Regions from separate parts of the Rattus norvegicus genome. Here region 2 is linked to region 1. Evidence: chromatin contacts called from public Hi-C data. All regions are on one chromosome and are shown on one strand. Each heading gives the region's core, a stretch centred on a gene start, on an enhancer-like site or on the middle of the called end of the contact. The rest is flanking DNA. Distances are from core to core; before and after follow the strand shown.

Region 1 (2,700 bases), core at 96-2,595:
CCAGCTGTTTCAATGCCAAGCGACAAGGGAGTCACGTCGAGTAACAGCAGATCCTGCACGTTCTCAGACTTGTCGCCAATGAGGATAGCCGCCTGCACGGCGGCGCCGTAGGCCACCGCCTCGTCGGGATTGATGCTCTTGTTCAGCTCCTTGCCGTTGAAGAAATCCTGCAGGAGCTTCTGGATCTTAGGGATGCGGGTAGAGCCGCCCACCAGCACTATCTCCTGGATCTGGCCCTTGTCTAGCTTGGCATCGCGCAGCGCCTTTTCCACCGGCTCCAGAGTCCCTCGAAAGAGATCGGCGTTGAGCTCCTCGAAGCGGGCGCGGGTGATGGACGTGTAGAAATCCACGCCCTCGTACAGCGAGTCGATCTCGATGCTGGCCTGCGTGGACGAGCTCAGGGTGCGCTTAGCGCGCTCGCAGGCGGTGCGCAGCCGGCGCACGGCGCGCTTGTTGGGCCCAATGTCCTTCTTGTGTTTGCGCTTGAACTCCTCCGCCAGGTGGCTGACCATACGGTTGTCGAAGTCTTCGCCACCCAGGTGGGTGTCGCCGGCCGTGGACTTGACCTCGAAGATGCCATCCTCGATGGTGAGGATGGACACATCGAAGGTGCCCCCGCCCAGGTCAAAGATGAGCACGTTCTTCTCGCCGCCCGCGCAGCCCTTCTTATCCAGGCCATAAGCGATGGCCGCTGCTGTGGGTTCGTTGATGATACGCAATACATTGAGACCGGTGATGGTGCCCGCATCCTTGGTGGCCTGGCGCTGCGAGTCGTTGAAATAGGCAGGAACAGTGATGACTGCGCTCTGCACCTTGCCCCCCAGGTAGGCTTCGGCGATCTCCTTCATCTTAGTGAGGACCATGGAAGAAATCTCCTCAGGGAAGAAGGTCTTCATCTCCCCTTTATATTCCACCTGCACTTTGGGCTTCCCACCTTCGCTCACCACTCTGAACGGCCAGTGCTTCATATCCGACTGCACCGTGGCGTCTTCGAACTTCCGTCCGATCAGCCGCTTGGCGTCGAAGATGGTGTTTGTGGGGTTCATGGCCACTTGGTTCTTGGCGGCGTCGCCGATAAGGCGCTCGGTGTCGGTGAAGGCCACGTAGCTGGGGGTGGTCCGGTTACCCTGGTCGTTGGCGATGATCTCCACCTTGCCATGTTGGAAGACCCCCACGCACGAGTAAGTGGTGCCCAGGTCGATGCCGATAGCCGGGCCGCGGGCGGACATCCTGACTGAAAAACAGGCAAAGCAACGTTAGGACGAAAGAGTCAGGAGAGGCAAGCCGGGACCCGAGCCAACGGTCGCTTCGCACTGCTCTCCACGAGCGCGACTAGCGTCTCCCGGATCCCCCTGCTGGGCTTCTCCGTCTTATAGTCGTCCTCCCACCCCACCCCCTGCCTTCTGGAAACTCTCAGAGCCAATCGGTCCCCGGGCCCGCCCGCTCCAACCCGTCCAGCGATCCCACAGGCTTGCCTGGTCGGAGTGACCAGCCGGTGGTCCAACAGATATCTAGGTGGGTGAGAGCGGGACTCCAGCCCCCAGCAGGGAGACCAAGGGGCGGCCGTTATGCAAATGAGCCCCGCCCAGTGCCTCCAGCCGCTTGGGGGCGTTAAGCTCGCGCCAAGGGAGCCAGCGTGAAAAGCCCCCTTTCCCCTCTCTCTTTGCCTTTTATAAAGCGTGATTCGTTGACATCTTTTAGATTGGCGGGGCAGATGCCCAATGAACAGCGCGGAACCCGAAGAGTGTGGCGCTGGGGCGCGGCGCGGGGCGGGGCGCGCAGAGGCAGCACGGAAAGGGCGCTGGCCTCCCGAAGGCTCCCGGGGTCGAAATTCTTTCTGAGACGGTTGCATCGAAAAAAGAACGGCTGGGATCGGCTCTCGTCTTTCCCGCCTCTGCTGTTCCTGCAGCGGGGACCGGAGCTGGGTGCGGGGTGGTTCCAGGGCGGGGACTGTGAAGTTGGGCGGGTGCGAGTTTTTCCCCTCGCGCGTCTCGGAGAGTGCGCGGCGGGGGAAGGCTGCGTGCGCGGTGCTTACCCGGGAGGCGGGTGGCTTTCCCGCCAGTGCGAGAAGCACGGCCCCCGAGCCACCTCCTTGCTCGGACCCGCTGCCCGGCCTCGGTCCAAGCTTCTCTCTCCGCTTTCCTGGTTTAGCTTCTTTCAAGCGCCCTAATAGGCAGTTTTGACTACTTCGCGGCAGTGTCACCCTCTGACTCCGGTCCCCGCATACGCGATCCTGTTTAGGAACTAGTCATTTGGCGCGGAGTTCGGTTGAATGAGACTTTTTCCTGCGGAGAAGTTAGGTTGGCAGCACAGACTTGTGAGAGGAGGTAGATGAGAAAGAGTGAACATCTTTGGCTCTTGTTTAGCCGGAATATGAAAATAATTCTGGAAAGTACTCTCTGGTACCAGGGGGTGGGCAGAAGCTGGCTCCTGTAAAAGGACTCCTGGAGGAAAACGGAGACCTGTAATGTAGAGCCACCGCCCGCTTCACCTTACGGATGGGAAGCTGAGGACAGTCGTCGCCTTAAAACTGACAGGTGCCCAATAGGAGATGAGAAGAAAAAAGGAACTGATCCGTCCTTAGGCCATTGTGTGAGAAGGGTAAACAGAAATCGGGAGAAGTCCAGTGAGAACACAAGGCAGAGAGGGGCACACTGAGCCTGAGGGAACATGTCAGAGCATCCCTGAGGAGGTGACATG
Region 2 (2,700 bases), core at 47-2,546, 64 kb before region 1:
AGCAGTAACCGATCAAGCACTTCTGTGCCACAAGTATTCAGTCCTTAAAACAATACAGAGTAGATGTAACTACGAAGTTAAGGCTTGCCCCATGCCCTATAGCCATCGAGGAGAAGTCTAGAAAAACATTTTGCTTATTGAATCTAATATTGTCTTGTTGGTTGCATTTTGTTTCTTTTTAAAAAGATTTATTGATTTTTAATTTTGTGTATATCTTCATATTTTATGTGCACTTACATGTATGTGGATGGCCAAGGAGATCAGAAGTGCTTCTTTGGATCCTCTGGAGTTATAAGCACTATGGAGGTGCTGGGAAAGGACTCAGGGTCACTGTAAGAGCAACAGGCTCTCTTGATGACTGAGCCATCTCCAGTCTCGCTGTGTAGCCTCGGGCTGGTCTTGACCTTGCGATCCTTCTGCCTCCTGCGTGCTATTACAAGTATGTGCCATCATGCCCAGCTGTGGTTCTCATTTGTCTGGAAACACTATAACTGTCAGAAAAAATGGGTCAGCTCAGAAAGCGTTACATTTTTCATTTAAAACAGTAATCACCAAGGTTGAAATGAACTCCTAGCTGAATATGTGTACATTCTGGTTAGTCGAATAACTTCTCGGAAGCCACTGTGAAAGTCAGCCATTAGACCTGGATTCCTGTCTGCTTCTCCTCTCACTCTGGGGAGCAGAGGGGAAGATTGCTTTGGGGTGGGGGACGTGGGGGGAAAGAGGGGCGGGTGTGGGAAGAGTATGCCGATGTTATAAAGATGCCCCAGCAGGTGGCAGTGTTTCCCACAGCAGCAGCCGCACAGCCCACGGAGTTCACTGCCCAGATGCTTAAGAGACAAGAAGACAAATTTGTGGGAGAAGATCATAGCACCTGCTTGCATTTTTTGTGTGTGCTGGGAATTGAACCCTTGGCCTTGTAGCTACTAAGTAAGTGCTCTACCACTGAGGTACACCCCTAGGCCTCATTTTAAAATTTTGTCCATTACATATAATTTTATTTTTATAATTAGCTAATTAATTAGAGACAGGGATGTGTGCTCATCATAGCTAAACCCAGGTTTGGACTGAACTTCCTTGTTTGTTCCCAGCCTGCAGAACTTAGCAGTTTGCTTTGTACTGCCAATGGCTCCTGGTTCCCACTACAAGTTTGGCACTTATCTGCATCTCTGACAAGGACGCACTAGGAGGTGCTGAAGTTCAGAGTTGGGTAAGGAATGACAAGCGTTAACATGCTGCTGTTCTGATGAGAACAGAGAGCAAGCTCGCCCTGACTGCAGCGAGGCCTCAGGCCTGGCAGAAAGGCCCAGCCCATTGGTTGGGCTGCCACAGAACGGGCATGACACTTTGGAATACATTGGACTGGTGTGTTTTCTTTCCATTTAAACCAAGGTGCACTGCAGGTTTCTGTGCTTCAGGGTAAGGGACAAGCCATTGAGAAAAACTAGGTCACTGCTCTATTTCAGCTTACAGATTCCTCTATAAAAAATTCCTTGTCTGTAAGTAGTAGTGGGAAGAGGTCATCAAAGTGGGGTGCATTCAGCATAACACAGAAGGGTCGCGCGGGAGGAAACTAATACAAGTTCTATATTTTCTTCTCATCCTTTAAGATGTCTATTTGTGGGGATATATTTTATGTGACATACACTGTTGGTATAATAAGTATATATCGCTTTGAACTACACATTAATATATACATGTACCATCACCATACATACATACATATATATGATACATACATAGATATTACATGTCTACAGTTGACAGTCTATGTATCCACACATCCTCAAAAATGTTCAGGACAAAGAGCATTCATACAGACCAAATGACCAGGGGGACCAGTGACACAGAACAACGTAGCCGGGTGAGCGCACTCACTTGACTGAGCGCTCGGCAGAATCAGGAGGTGTTTAGAGGGAAGACCCCCTAACTGCCCACAGGCTGGGTTTTTCACCTCCTGAGGACCCGGCTCATCCCTTTCTCTCCAGATCCACAGGGCCAGACACCATCTGTCATGACTTGAATTGTGCCCCTTACCCTATTTTCATATGTTGATTTTCTAACTCCTGGGACCGTAGACTGTTGATCTTACTTGGAAATAGGGGTGTTACAGATATCACTAATTAAGATGAGGCCATACGAATGTGAGCCTCTCTTCGGTGTGATCTGTGTACTTACAAAAGGGTTGGGGGTGGGTCTGTTGGTACAGTAGCATGCAGGAAGCCCTGGGGTTGATCCTCAGCACGAAAGAAACTAGCTGTGGTAGCACTCTATAATGTCTGCAGTCGGGATGGGGAGGAAAGATCAGGAGTTCAAGACCGTCCTCAGCCAAAGAGCAAGTTCAAGGTCAGGCAGCATTCCTCAGGGGGGGAGACAAGGCAGATGGACAGAACAGTCTGAAGAGACGGTGCAGACAGACAGACAGACGGCCATCTACAAGCCAAGGAGAGCAGTCTGGAACCCATCCTTCCGGTCCTACTGACAACTTGAACTCAGCTTTCTAGCCTTTAGAACCATGAAGAAATATATTTGTATTGTTTAAAGCGGCTCACTTAGTTGTGCTTTGCTATAGTAACATTAGCAACCCAAAATACCATTTGCTAAGAAAGTCATATGGAGGGGAGAAATCCGAAAACTGGGACTCAGGTTTAAAGATATTTAAATTCACTGATGCCTTCTTCAGGTTTCCGACTAGACTGC

The links. Hi-C and Micro-C count contacts between places; a contact is called where the count stands out from the background.
Region 2: a contact with region 1 is called in a Hi-C map of Schwann cells, with 3 times the contacts expected there. The contact joins the enhancer-like site here to the promoter of Hspa2 in region 1. A contact is called at or near these places in 4 of 12 Hi-C or Micro-C datasets (Schwann cells, frontal cortex, kidney and 1 more) and 1 of 1 datasets of contacts at active chromatin or transcription factors (oligodendrocytes).

The regions. Positions count from the first base shown.
Region 1 is chr6:100,863,087-100,865,786 of GRCr8, reverse strand. It overlaps Hspa2 (heat shock protein family A (Hsp70) member 2), which reads right to left and starts at 1,345. Exons shown (of 1, transcript NM_021863.3): 1 at 1-1,345. The coding sequence starts at 1,229. It also overlaps a transcript of Zbtb1 not described here.
Region 2 is chr6:100,927,062-100,929,761 of GRCr8, reverse strand. LOC102556012 (a long non-coding RNA gene) reads right to left here. Exons shown (of 4, transcript XR_010052712.1): 3 at 238-491. Among named protein-coding and RNA genes, the nearest start is that of Rps17l1, 42 kb to the left of the region's middle. Within about 2 kb of position 1,296, at least 1 of the 93 cell types and tissues checked has an H3K27ac peak or open chromatin away from gene starts, as enhancers often do. A contact at or near this core is called in Schwann cells, where this site is marked.